2 separate regions of the Mus musculus genome follow, and region 1 is linked to region 2. A link is a contact called in public promoter capture Hi-C data. All regions are on one chromosome and are shown on one strand. Each heading gives the region's core, a stretch centred on a gene start, on an enhancer-like site or on the middle of the called end of the contact. The rest is flanking DNA. Distances are from core to core; before and after follow the strand shown.

What was found. Promoter capture Hi-C pulls out the DNA fragments that hold promoters and counts their contacts.
Region 1: a contact with region 2 is called in a promoter capture Hi-C map of pre-B cells, with 2.3 times the contacts expected there. The contact joins the promoter of Plekha3 here to the promoter of Arl6ip6 in region 2. A contact is called at or near these places in 4 of 39 promoter capture datasets (the C10 cell line, cranial neural crest, liver and 1 more).

Annotation. Positions count from the first base shown.
Region 1 is chr2:76,669,773-76,677,124 of GRCm38.p6, reverse strand. It overlaps Plekha3 (pleckstrin homology domain-containing, family A (phosphoinositide binding specific) member 3), which reads right to left and starts at 1,810. Exons shown (of 8, transcript NM_031256.3): 1 at 1,491-1,810. The coding sequence starts at 1,530. Gm39860 (a long non-coding RNA gene) reads right to left here and starts at 1,484. Exons shown (of 2, transcript XR_866494.2): 1 at 1,275-1,484; 2 at 1-1,132. It overlaps Fkbp7 (FK506 binding protein 7), which reads left to right and starts at 4,027. Exons shown (of 4, transcript NM_010222.2): 1 at 4,027-4,319; 2 at 5,277-5,428. The coding sequence starts at 4,111.
Region 2 is chr2:53,187,532-53,194,411 of GRCm38.p6, reverse strand. It overlaps Arl6ip6 (ADP-ribosylation factor-like 6 interacting protein 6), which reads right to left and starts at 2,328. Exons shown (of 4, transcript NM_022989.4): 1 at 1,890-2,328; 2 at 75-128. The coding sequence starts at 2,289. It overlaps Prpf40a (pre-mRNA processing factor 40A), which reads left to right and starts at 3,158. Exons shown (of 26, transcript NM_018785.3): 1 at 3,158-3,389; 2 at 4,312-4,443. The coding sequence starts at 3,180.

The DNA of each region.
Region 1 (7,352 bases), core at 561-3,060, about 23 Mb before region 2:
CTCCAATGCTTACTAGAAGTTAAATTAAAACGCACCATAAAAACTAAAGCCACAGCAGCATGCGTTGGCTCTCTGTACCACAGGCTATGAGGACACCTCCCACAAGAACATTTCACCCCAAGAGCAATTTCCCTGTAATTATGACTCATGGCTGTAACTGCCCCATTGCTCTGGGCCATGCTAAAAATATTCCTCCCGCCTTACCTCCAAAGACAGTGTGCTCAAAAACATTTGCATCTCCAAGCTTAAAGGATATGGACCTCAAAGCTGATACCGCACCTCCACCAGCAATCAGTGCCCGCAAGGGCCCAAAGGAAAACTCTTAGCAAAAAGTGTCGGCCTGATGTCTCAAGGCTTCCAGTAAAAAACTGTCATTTGCATGATTATTTGGTTTTCCATTCGAGCAGAAAACACGGTGCATTATAAACATCAAGCCGCTGGCTATCGTAAATCTGGCTCTAGCCAGATACAACCAAGCATTTAGCCCTAGCAGGGTTTGCCTGCAGCTCCCCACAAGTTAGATGAACACTAGCTGAGTGCATCACAGGATGCTCAATACTGGGCAGAGTATGTGAGCAGCAGCAAGATGACAACTGCCCATCCTTTGTAACTAAGAATCTGAGAACTGCCCACAATTCCCTTCAAGCCGCCGGTTTTCCTCTAGTTCAGTGAGATCATGGGATTCAGAGGTTGGAAAGTACCTCTGGGACAAAATGGCTAACCACCCAGGCCTATCCAACTGGGGTCCTGAATGAATACCACCTGCCTTTGGTGTTAGTTCTTACAAAGATCACAGAGTATGTATGGATTTAAGGTGTGTTTTAAAAGCCAGACTTCCAATATCACAGGCAGGGACAGCCCCCTGCTGCTGATCCCATTTCTATACAAACAGCTTTCTTCTAACTACCCCACCAGGGAAACTTGCCCGCTCCTTCTGGGCTGCACTTCCAACCATTTCTCACAATGACTCGAATTCCCGTGGTGTTAAAAATGTGCTTTCTTCCACTATGTCTCACAATTACCCAAATTCCCAAACCTCACAGAAAACCAATCCTTAAGAACCTTCTCTGAGGATAGCTTCCAAAAGCACACTTGATGAGCTCAGCCAGCCGCAACAAGTGGACTTTCAAACCTGTGGTAAGAAAATGTAAAGGAATATACAAAAAAAAAAAAAAAAAAAAAAATCTTAAAATCAAATGCACACACACACTTTACAAATGCTGTCCATAGAGCGTGGATGAAGGAGACAGTGGATAAAAGAGATGATGGGATACTGTTTCCGAGGCACAAGGGGCAGTGCAGGTTTTTGGTGGTGTCCCATCCTCAGGCTGGTACGCAGTCTCGAACTCCCAATCGAAGAGGCCCGTAATGGGCCCCACGAGGGGCAGTGGAAGGGTCGGAGGGCATCGAGCGCGGAACTGAGTGCCGCGGCTTGCCAGGGGGTGCCCAAGGGCCCGACTGCCCGCCGCCCCACGCCGCCCGCCCCGTACCTGTGAGATAGTTGGTCCACTTGTACAGAACCCCCTCCATGCTTCAGAGCCCGGCGCCGCGCATCCTCCTGGCCCGGCGCCGGCCGCGCTGCTGCGGAGGCGCGGGCCCGCAGCCCTCCGCCCCGACCCGGCGGCCCTCAGAGGCCCGGCCGGCGGGCGCCCCGTGCTGCTCGGAGGCCGCGAGGCGCGGACATCCCCAGCGGGAACGGCGCGGCGACCCCCGGGACGACCCCAGCGCCCGCCGCCCTCCCGCTCCGCCACCGCTCCACGAGCCCCGGCGCTGCCCTCCTGCACGCCTGCCTTCCTTCCCCTCGGGCTTCCCGGCTTGTTTTCATTGACCCCGACGTCGCTTTCACTTCCTGGATGAAAGGGGCCGGCTCGGCCCACGAAACCCCTCCCCGGCGGCGGGGCTGCGGGACGGCCGCGTGCCCGAGGCTGCGCCGCGCGCCCTCGTGGGGCGGCTCCGCGGTCCCCCGCTCCCCGGCTGCCCCGCATCCGGACATCTCCAGTCCGCAGCAGACCAACTCCCGGGGCATCCTGCACAAGGCGGCTGCCGAAGGCCTCGCCTCCTTCGGATCTTTTTCAATAAAATCAAGGGTTGCTCATTTCTTGGAGCTTCCAGTGCTCACACTCCGGGGAAGTAGGAAGTTACCTCCTAGGAAAAGCTGGAGCAATGGCAAGGCCCTGTAATCCCAGCACTCTAGAGGCTGAGGCAGGAAGGACCAAAGGCCAGCCTGGGCTACATCCTTCTTTTAAGAAAGTAGTATGCAGGCCAGAGAGGTCCTCCAACAAGGTCTTATGGAACTAGGGTTGGCAAGATAGCTTTCCAAGTAAAGCGCTTGCCTCCGGGAGCTTGACCAGTACTGTCCTGGGGGCCTCACACAGTGGAAGGAAAGAACCTCATTTACACATGGGCCATGTTACACGCATCCCCCCCCCGGCCCCCCCCCCACACACACACACATTTTTTTTTCTTTTAATGTCATACATCACGATGTATGCCTTTAATACCAGCATTTAGGAAGCAGAGGAAGGCAGATGAGTTCTGTTAGTTCCAAGCCTGCCTGGTCTACGCAGTGACTTCTAGGCCAGACAGACCCCCCTTCTCTCTCTCTCTCTTTCTCTCTCTCTCTCTCTCTCTCTCTCTCTCACACACACACACACACACACACACACAGGAAAGAAGAGGTTAAGAAGAAAAATGTTAAGAAGGTATCGTGCATCCTATTTTTGTTTTGTTTTTAAAAGGATTTCTCTTAATTTTTTTTTAATCTCACTTGGAAGGGCGTCCTTACACACTTGACAACTTTTAGATTTAGAAAGTTTTGCAAATTCCAATTACTTTGCATAAAGCAGAGTCAGTATTGAGGTAGTGAAATCCCTGGCTTATCCTTCCAGGAAGGCTGACTGAATAGGGTGATCGGGATGTCCACTTGGGGAATCGACGAGCTGAATATTCAACAAATCACATAGAGTTCAGTAATGATAGTTCAACTGTGGAGGGCATCTGACACTTACCATAAAATTCGAGTTTTGTGTTGTTTGAAAGGTTTATCATACTAAAAGGATAAGGGGGATATATCAAGAGACTGGACTAATCTCTGTTGTCTATTAGCCAGCTGTGAAATTGGAACAAAATGTTCAATAGTCAGTTTTCCTGTCTGATGTGAATGAATTCTCATGGGAGAAAAAAAAAAAAAAAAAGCTTTTCTCTGCTAAAGGCCTTCACCTCAAGGGCGGCCTCAAGAGGTTAGGGACAGAAACACAAGTTATCTTTTGCAATGCCGGGCATGGGCTGCTGAAGCCCTGGAGACACTCCACTGTGTGTTCTGAGAGTCTCCTGGCTGCATGCGGTAGACATGGCCTGGAGTCTTTTTTCGCAGTACTCCAACTACCATATCCCCCCCTCCAAAAATATCCTTCAAGGACTTCCACAAATATCCAGAGAAGAGCAGCCAACCTATATTGTCAAGAACCTATTCTTCCAAAAATGTCTGCATCCACTGTGCCTGTCAAGTCCGTAGGGGCCTTAGAAGCCTGTGATTAGAAAGAATAACGACTAGAATATCCCACCGTGACCTGTTTGCATTTTGTATCAATTTCTTGGCCCAACATTTTAATATTTTAAAAATACTGTATTTAGGATCCTACAGCTATCTATTCTTTTTCTATGGCCAAATGGGTCAGTGTAGCATTTAAAAATTTAAAACCAAGCCATTCAAGCAATCCGTTAGCAGAGGCAGTGTTGGAGAGGCAAGATCAGGGCATCAAGTGGAGCCCATAAAATTTTGCAGCATCTCCTAAGTGCCTAGAAACGACCACCATAATGCCAGTTTTATTTCAGGAAACGCAAGTCTGACTACTGCAGGCGAAAGAAACCTGCGGACAGGGTGTGCGGTGCTATTCTAGCCAGAGTACAGCCAACCGGAGCACCCAACGGCCAAGACACACTCCAACCGGCGGCGATTTGCTGGTGCGAGAGGGGGCGGGGCCTCTCGTAGCCCCGCCTTGGACCTTTGTGACGTAGGACAATGCCTGCCACGCGTCCCAATTCAGTCTGATCAGCCTGCTGACACTCTGTGGGGCTTACACTGGGCCTGGGAGTGCTGCTTTGGGAAACATGAATCTCCTATTCAGACTAGCAGTTTTCCTTAGCCTGTGGTGTTGTTCCGATGCTCAGGGACAAACAAAAGAAGAAAGCACTGAGGAAGTGAAAATAGAAGTTTTGCACCGTCCAGAAAACTGCTCCAAAACAAGCAGGAAAGGAGACTTGCTAAATGCCCATTACGATGGCTACTTGGCTAAAGACGGCTCCAAATTCTACTGCAGGTAGGAGATGCTCCGTCCAGTTCAAGTTCAGTTGATAGACCACATCTTGCCCACTACCACCAGCAGCAGCAGCCAGAGCCTAACTGGTTGTTTTGTTTTAAGGTTTTTTGGTTTTGTTTTTTAACAGTAAATTAAGCCTTCATGCCGATTTAGATTAGAAGACATTCCCTAAACAAAACTGAATGTTTTTAGTTATTTGAAATGTAAGCGCAGTAAACTGACTGCAGACTCACTACGTCAGGCAGAGCACTGACCACCACCACTGTCCTTGGAACCCGGAAAACTAAATCTAGAGGCTTCTTGAAAAGATATTCACACTTTCTCCTTACCCAGAGCTGAAGTCTGATTCCAAACAGAGTGTATAAGAAAGCTACCGCGTTTCCTTCTGGACTTTGTGGGTCATTTTCTAAAACTCTGGTTATCACATCCATTCTCTCTGTTCCCTAGTCCGGTCTGACTGAATGCAGTCTGTTTAGCTGTACTGTTTCCCCTCAAAGACAGGCCAATCTTTCCAGTCTAGCAATTCTTTCCAATTTAGAGGAAAACTTATTCTTCCAACGTAGAAGAGAAATTTGACAGGATGCTATTTTTCAGTCGTTCTTAAAATGAAATTTAGGGCTCAGCCTGCCCCTTTGGTTTGGGAAACAAACCCAGAGAAGGTAAATGAGTCATTTTGTTCAAGCCATCCAGCTAGTTAGAGGCAGGAGACCCATTTTTAAAAGTGAACCATTGAGTAGTTTTTGTAAGGACGGCAAAAATCAGAAATCAGAATGTTTTCCAATGATATGCTCTGCCAATTTATGGGGAAGTTTGATCCAAACAATTCGCAAAGGACAGAGTTCTGAAGGGTGCAATGTGGGGAAAGAGATTCCAGTCTTAAGTAACAAGTGCCTGAGCTGTATTTAAGTTTCCTTTATGAGATGGTCTTACTTACACACTAAGTATGGTTTCTCATAGCCGGACACAAGATGAAGGCCACCCCAAATGGTTTGTTCTTGGTGTCGGACATGTCATAAAGGGGCTGGACATTGCTATGATGGACATGTGCCCTGGGGAAAAGAGAAAGGTGATTATACCGCCTTCGTTTGCATATGGAAAAGAAGGCTACGGTAAGTTGTGGGTTTTTTTTTTTGCTGTATCTTTTAGTAGCTTTAAAAAAGATAAGTCGTTTATAAAAAAAATCAAAACAAATCTGTATATTCTTTAAAAATGGAAGTAAGTCTCAAAGAGATATTTGCATATCTATGTTCTCAGTAACAGCACAGTCCACAAGAAGCAAGATGTGGAAGAAACCCAAGAGTCCAGAGATGGGAGAGCAAATAAAACAATGGGTATAGGGCACACAGTGAAATATTACATAGGCTTTCAAAAGAGTGAAATTCTGACTCATGCTACAGTGTAGATGAACCTTAAAGACTAATCCGCTAAGTGAAAGACGCCAGACACAAAAAAATATCAATACTGTAGGATTGCAATTATATGAAGTATCTATAATAGTCAAGCCAGCAGACACAAAAGCAGAGGGTGGTTACCTGGGACTAAAGGAGAGATGTTGAATAGCATAGTGTTTCAGTGATCAAGATAAGAGTTCTAGATGTAGATTGCACTGTAACACAATTGTACTTTATACTTATTTAAAAATAGTCAAGGAAGTAAATTTTGCTGGGCAGTGGTGGCGCACGCCTTTAATCCCAGCCCTTGGGAGGCAGAGGCAGGCAGATTTCTGAGTTCGAGGCCAGCCTGGTCTACAAAGTGAGTTCCAGGACAGCCAGGGCTATACAGAAAAACCCTGTCTCGAAAAACAAACAAAAAAAAAAACAACAAAAAAGTAAATTTTAAATTAGGTGTGTTTTGTCAATTTTAAAAAGTTACAGAAGAAATCATCACAGAAACTTGTTTAACAAATTCTTGTTATATTTAATTCATCCTATACCTTTCGTTTCATGTCTAAAGAAAACAAGACAGCATTGGAGTACCAACCTCCAGCCAGACTCTCATCCTCTGCATAGACACAGTGTTTAGGATGACTGTATATTCCATAAGCTCCCTTGGACATTTTTGGTTTTAGTATTACATATGTGCTTCCAGTAAAGATCATTAGTAAGCAGCCAGGTTAAGTTGTTAAAACTTGGGAGTCAGGAACAATTTCAGGATAGAAGGATGGTACCTCTGAGCGGTGAGTCGTTCTTCCCCCAACTCAGGAGAATCCTTCAGATGCAGAAAAAATAAGTTTCAGAGTTGTGCCTACTTTTAAATAGATCCTAGAGCAAGAAGATATGTGAACCTGCAGAAAGTTGGGGAAATATGATTAACTGGTGGGTAGGTGATCTAGCCCTAGAAGTAAGCTAAGTTCATAAACTAATAAAACACAAATTGTCTTTGATTCTAATGGAACGCTTAATTATATCCATAATTGGAGCAAAATTAGAACACAAACAAGGTATCATTTTTTGCTTATCCCACTAGCGAGGACGAGAATACTGACAGAGACATGGGGAAATGGGCCATTTCTTATATGATCGATGGGGAAGGAAGTCATTTGACCAAGAGTTTTATCAGAAGTAATTGTACCCTTATCTTCTGACTTAATAATTTTGAATTTTAGGACCATACACCAAAGCGTAAAAGAAGATTTATTGCTGTGTTAGTTAGGGTTCTCAAGAGAAAGAGAACCAGTAGAATATATTGATAGATAGATAGATAGATAGATAGATAGATAGATAGATAGATAGATAGATAGATAGAGAAGGGGAGGTTATTGATTGGCTTATATGAAGTGATCTGGGTAGCCCAACAATGGCTACCTTCTCAATGGAGAGAACCTGGAAGCTGCTTGGTCTTCAAAGCTAGATGCCTCAGCTGTGCCACACTAACCCTCAAGATCTGGAGGATTTTTTTAGAGCTCCTGGACTCCAGTCCATGTTGGAAGTTAGACTGTCAGACTCTGTCAGCAAAGAATGGTGACAGCAGCAAGGGTAAATGAAGCCAGCACAACATGAAGGCAAGCAGGCAAAAAGCAAACACTTTTCTTTT
Region 2 (6,880 bases), core at 1,079-3,578:
AAGCCTCTATAACTTAAGCTTAATTTGGGAAAACTAAAATAAGCGATTGGATGAATAAAATGATCAGTTCATACCTAACAGCCCAGTATGTATATCATCTTCATTTTTCAAGTTTTCTGCATGCAATTCTGTAAATACAAAGAGGTTTAGGTAGAAGAGTAGTTAGTGTTCCTTCATGACATGAATATCCAAAGGCATTTTGAAGACACTGTTCAATGTCAAAAGGACCCTAAAGTCAGAGCTAGGTTAAATTTCTGATTTACTACCTTCATGCAAATAGCTCTACAAGAGTCAAGTGCAATAAACACGAGACTAGTGTTTATCTCCTGGATGTGTTGAAGAAAATTTGTACAAAAGAAACTTCAGGGCATAACAGAATTTGACTTCAGTTCCTCACTCCATTCTCCAAAATGCCACTGTCCTCTGCAATGAACGTCTACTCATGGGTATATACCTTTATGTTACAAAAGAAAAATAAACTACGTGAATAACAAATCTATCATGGCTGAAGTGGGAAAAAAAACTGTTGAAGGGCCACCTGCATCCCATTAGGGAATGGGAGGAAATAAAGCAAAACTGAACTGGAGATTTAATTTTAATTAGTAAAGGCAACACAAGAATGAGTGTTGAATCCTTTTAATACAAAATAGTTTTCATGTTTCTATTTCTCAAGAATTGGCAAAGTCAGCACTAACTGAATTAAAATCTCTTTCTACTACAATAAATACTAAATCATACAACAAATTCAAATGGGGGAAGAGGGTCTTTCTGAGCATTGCTATTTGGACAATATGTCAATTTCTGACACAGTAGAATAGGCTTGTCCTGAAATAACTCTACCTGATTACAAGGGAAAAATAGAAAAACCATTTTTGCCTATAAAAGTAGAAACTTAGCCAAGCCGTGGTGATGTGTCTTTAATCCCAGCACTTGGGAGGCAGAAGCAGGCGGGTTTCTGAACTCAGAAATCAAGGCCATGGCAAATACAGTAGTGGATGCTCACAGTCAGCTATTGGATGGATCACAGGGCTCCCAATGGAGGAGCTAGAGAAAGTACCCAAGGAGCTAATGGGAACTGCAACCCTATAGGTGGAACAGCAATATGAACTAACCAGCACCCCGGAGTTCTTGACTCTAGCTGCATATGTATCAAAAGATGGCCTAGTCGGCCATCATTGGCAAGAGAGGCCCCTTAGTCTTGTAAACTTTATATACCCCAGTACAGGGGAATGCCAGGGCCAAGTAGTGGGAGTGGGTGGGTAGGGGGGCAGGGCGAGAGGGCGGGGGGGGGGGGAGTATAGGGGGCTTTCAGGATAGCATTTAAAATGTAAATGAAGAAAATATCTAATAAAAATTTTTAAAAAAGAATATTAAAAAAAAAAAAGAAAGAAAGAAAGCCAGCCAGTTTGGTCTACAAAGTGAGTTCCAGGACAGCCAGGTCTATACAGAGAAACCCTGTCTCAAAAAAGAAAAAAAGAAAGAAAGAGAGAGAGAGAGAGAAAAGTAGAAACTTGGGATGGGGTGGGGGTGGGGATCCTTGTCCTAGGTTCAGAGAACAGTGCAAACCCAGCATGTCTCTTAACATCAGCCTTAGGACGTACAGCAGTACTTTCTTACACGTACTTTTTTGATCCTTTTAAAAGTAAGGGGCTCTGCTGTTTCAACTCAAAGTGTTCAATGCCTTTACGGCATTAAAGACTGTAGATTTAGCCAAAGATCTTTTCTAAATGGGTCTCATGACGGAGCAAGGACGTCCATCTAGGGAGAGAAGACAAAAGGGACGATAGCAGTCTCGAGGGAACGCTTTGGGAGGAGAGTGTGAATGGGGGCGTGTGATGTACTGGCTGCACTTTACGCTGGACAGCCTTTCAAGGCCTGGGCTTCAATACCTTTAACGATCATGTAGGCGATGGCGAGAAGGAAAGCAAGGAGGACGGCGAACAGCAGCGAACAGAGAATGGAAAGGGCTTGGATGGGCCACCGCCGAGCCTGGGTTCGCTTGGCCGCAGTGGCCGGGAAGATGCCGTTGCGCTTATCCGGCAGGACCGGAGACCCGTCCCCGACCCGGGGGAGTAGCGGGGCCCTCTTGGTCTCCGACGACGCCCTGGCTGAGAACTCTGCCCGCAAGTCGCGGGCCACTTGGTCGCATCCCTCGTCTTCGTCGCCTTCGCCCTCACCCCAGCTGTCCCCCTGAGTGTAGTCGGAATACCCGGGCCGAGTCGCAGGGCCTGGGGTAACCTGACGGCGCCTCCGCGCGCCCGCAAACCTCCAACTCTCCACGAACGACATGGCGGGAAAGACTGAGAGTCCCGCGAAGGTCGGCTGTCCACCACCGCCACGCCCCGCCCCGGCTACAGCCAATCAGAGACGGCCGTCGGCGGACCCAACCACCGCGCGCAGAACCGTAGGGGAGTGCAAGAGCGGGTTACCCGGGGACTCCGCTTCCGGAGGCGCCGTGGGAGCGCGCGCCCATGGCCCGCCGCGACAACACTCTCATTTATTCCACCCTTTCGGGTCCTGTGGGCACGCACCTCTCGAGCCCCATGACCGCAGTTCCGCGCCTTCCTAACCGCCAGTCGCTTCCTCCCTCGGGCGAGAGATCTCTGTCTTTACCGCTCCCCGCCAGATACAGTTCGCGCCTCCGCCCTTCACTATGCCGGGCGCGCGCGCAGCTCTCGAGTTTCTCCCCCCCACCCCCAAAGGCACGACCCCCTCCCCAGGGCAACCGCGCGCGCGCGCACTAGGCCGCTAACGCCGGGTGCCGCTTCCCCCGCCCCACCCCCACCCCACCCCTGGTGGCCTCAGGTTTGTGGGGCGAACGTAACTAGGGCGAGGGGCTGGACGCCACTGCCCCACCCCCCGACGGGGTGCGGTGGCCCGAACCCGGGAATCTGGGTCCCCGCCGTGTCCCCTTTCCTGGGGGAAGTTGGTAGAGTTTCCCCGGCAGAGCACTCGACGCAGAAACTTCCTCCGTCCCCCCTCCCCCCCCCTCCATGCAGGCGACGCCGAGCGAGGCAGGGGGCGAATCGCCGCAGAGCTGCCTGTCGGTCTCGCGCTCTGATTGGACAGTAGGGAAGCCTGTCAGTTTATTGGCCCCGCTGATCCCGCCCCGCAGCTCAGGGCAGCCTTTACCCTTTGGCCCCGGCGGGCGCCAGCCACTCAGATCGCTTCTTGTTGGTATGTGCAGCGGCAGTGGCCGCCGACGGAGCAGTCTGAGCCCGACGATGAGGCCGGGGACTGGAGCCGAGCGTGGAGGCCTCATGGTGAGTGAAATGGAGAGCCAACCTCCCTCGCGGGGTCCCGGGGACGGGGAGCGGAGATTGTCCGGCTCAAACCTGTGCTCCAGTTCTTGGGTCTCTGCTGACGGCTTCCTGAGGAGACGGCCCTCGGTAAGGGATCGGCGGGGTAGGGGAAAGCGGCACAATGAAAAACCGAGTCAGAGAAACAGGAAGCTCTCTCCAAACGGAGAAGAGCATATCAGGAAGAGAGCTGCAGATGGTGGGCTACGTCCCAAGGGGGAGAGATGGAGGGCGGGAACACACAAAGAAATAGGTGGGACCTTGGACTTGCCAGTGGTCTTGGCCTAGGTAGATAGATGCCTTAGGAAGAAGGAAGGTGCTGGGCCCCGGGCGGACTGTGCATCTGAGAGCCCCAGGCTTGACTTACAGTAGGGACACTTAAGTCTGTGGGACTTAAGGAGCGGCTGCTGCGGTCTTATTTCTCCGGGAGTGGTGGTGATTTGCAGGGCTTGGGGGATTCGGTTGGGAGAATTGGCTGCGGATACTTAGTTTCAAGCCAGGAACAATGGAAGTATTATATTTTAAGCTCCCTAAAACGGCATGAATTTGTTAGTGTCTGGGACAGTTTAACTCTATTAAAACATTTGTGAAGTACTCTTGGGTACCCGCACTCTGTTTTAGGTCTTGTCCATATGAATGTAATTTTAAGTAGTATAAGCTGGTTATGTGTATAAAGGTGACGGAAGTTGTGTTCATCGTAATAATTTTTTAAGTTGGAATTCAATACATAGTCACCAAGTCTGACCAGTCATTTAACAGTTTGTTAAGTCATTGGAGAGGGGTTGTAATCCGCTAATGGGTTTAACTTTTCCATTATTTTGTAAATTTTCAGGCCCCATCTAATAATCACTGTAGTGTAATTAAGATTAACTTCAGTATATGCTAATACTGTAATTTAATCACAGTGATTTAATATTGTGCCTTAATTGATGGGTTTTAGTTGTTGTTTTTGAAATGACATTTTAAAGAAGCATTTAACTGTCTCTCACTCTCCCTTTTTATTATTTTTCAGATGGGGCATCCTGGCATGCATTATGCACCAATGGGCATGCACCCTATGGGTCAGAGAGCAAACATGCCTCCTGTACCTCATGGAATGATGCCACAGATGATGCCCCCTATGGGAGGGCCTCCAATGGGACAAGTAAGAAGACGCTTTCCCTTTGGCTTGCTTAGTTTTGTTTGAGTGTGTCGAGATGTATTTAAGATGTAAGTCAGTGGTGTACTTGCAGCCCTTTAAAGGTTAGTTTATATCCACGTAATGTCTTCAAACAAGACAAAACATTACATTGCTCATGTCTGTAACCAAATTTTGAATGTAGTAAGACTGTATGAGAAAAAATTAACTGACTTCCTCAACAAAATTAAGCTTTAAAAAAAATAAGCCGGCTGTGGTGGCGCACGCCTTTGATCCCAGCACTTGGGAGGCAGTGGCAGTTAGATCTCTGAGTTCAAGGCCAGCCTGGATCTATAGACTGAGTTCCAAGACAGAGAAACCCTATCTGGAAAACCAAGCAAATAATTTAAAGTGAGAGTATACATCTAATCTATTTAACTTAGTGACTTTATTTCAGGCATTATAATTATTAATGGTCTAGGAGTAAATATATATCAGAAGATAATCGTGGTGAATGTGTAAAGCCTAGCATCAGAAAAATAGTAGTTACTTGGGGTTTTCATGTAGAATGAATTTTATTCTTGGAGTATCTTCCTCTTGTTTGGGGTGCGGAGGGATTTTCTGCTCTATTACTAATTCTTTCCTGGACAGTGCCAAATAGGTAGCTCATTTTCTACTTAATTTTTGAATGATAATTGCTTCTATACTCCTACTTGTGCGTTGCCCCTTGAATCTCTAGCACAAATCGTAAATGGACGTTTTTTCGTAGGAGTGATTGGATTAAAAGGTTTTAAGATGACTCAGGAACACGGGTAGAATTTCTAGAGAAGTGGTCAAGAAAGACAAGAGCTTGAGGTGCATCAACAGTTCTGTCCTATGCTAGGTTCTATATAATACACTGATTCTTAGGTGGGCTGGGTTATTCCAGTTGAATATCTTGATAAGTCATGAAATTTTTGATTAGCAGAATATTTTAGAAAGCCAGTTGTATATTTTCTTTTGCTAATGAGTACTATTGAGTTTGACGATGGTTTGAGCAATGAAGGCTAAAGTTACTGGTGAAATTACAGGGGGAAACAGGAACTTGTGTTTTTTTGTTTGTTTGCTTTTTTTATTTTAAAGAGTAGAATGGCTCAGTGTTAAGTGGTTTTCTTTTATATTTGGAATATAGCCCTTAATTTTGGATAAGAAAATTGTATTCAAAGGCACCAAACTGAAAAGATTCTGCCTGCAGGAGTTCCTTATAGAAAAGATTCTTTTGCTCTGTTACTCTCGAATAATAATACTTTAAAACTCCCTAGGATATGCAGAGACAACTCTTGATTCTTTTTCTGTATCTTTCCATCTCTAAGCAGCACAAAACCCTTCTTGTTTTCTTGGTAGAGCTGCTCTAACTAGATAATGAGCTTTAAAAAATATTTATTCTCTAATGCTCTGGTTCTTATTTAAAATTAGTTTCTTTCCACAGAAAGATAAAATAAAACAATTTGCTACTGCCAGACGCTTCTCTCTTTTCTGGGGCCTTCTGTGTCCATTGGGCCAGGCAAGGTAAGTTTGCAAGGGGTTGGCCTGCTTACCCTTGCTGTCCCGGTGCTGTTGCACTAGCAGTCCTGAGATGCCAGCTACTCATTTTTAGTACAGTGCAGATTTTACTTTATTTTTTTAAGTAATTGGCATACACTGGTCACAGTTTGTTTTGTGGCCCCTTCTCTTTAGCTGTGCCAGTGACCATATTCCTAATTAGTTTACTTTATACTTACACACTTCAGATATTTTGACTTTTGCTTCATGGTTTTCTACTATTATTAATTTTTTTTTTAGTCTAATATGTTCTGTGCACCTGACTGTTTAAATGTTTAGCATTCTTCCTCTGTGAGGATAATGAATACTTTGGGAGACCAGATCTGAAAGTCTCAAGAAAATTGCTGTTATTTTCTCAAAATTAGGTCATTATCTAGTGCCCACTTCCTACCTAAGAGTATGGGTCCTAGCTTATGGTAAAGCTAAGCTGAATCCTTAAGGGCTCCAGGATTCTTTCTCAAAGCTCTGTGTACCTTTTCTTAATGATGAACTGATTGTTTTCCTGCATCATTTCTTCTCTTTGCATATGCTCTGGATTATTAATAGTAATTATAATGAGAAGATAATTGAGAAGAAGCAGGGTACCTGTATAGTTTTGCCATCCATCTTTTTTAAAGTTTGTTAAAAACTTTTAGATTTTCGGGACTAAGGGCTTTATAATCTTCAAAAATAGTTGATCTTTTATAACTGCAGAATTCTGTGGCCATTATTTCATCTAACATGGGCTTATAGTACATGAAAAATAAATTACAATTTCCAGACCACAAGCAGACTTTTTGCCTTGTCATAGTCACATTTAACACGTGAAACAACTATATAGTTACTTATAGAGATAGCATGTACATTGTGTTAGGTAGCATCCAGAGATGATTTAAATTATACA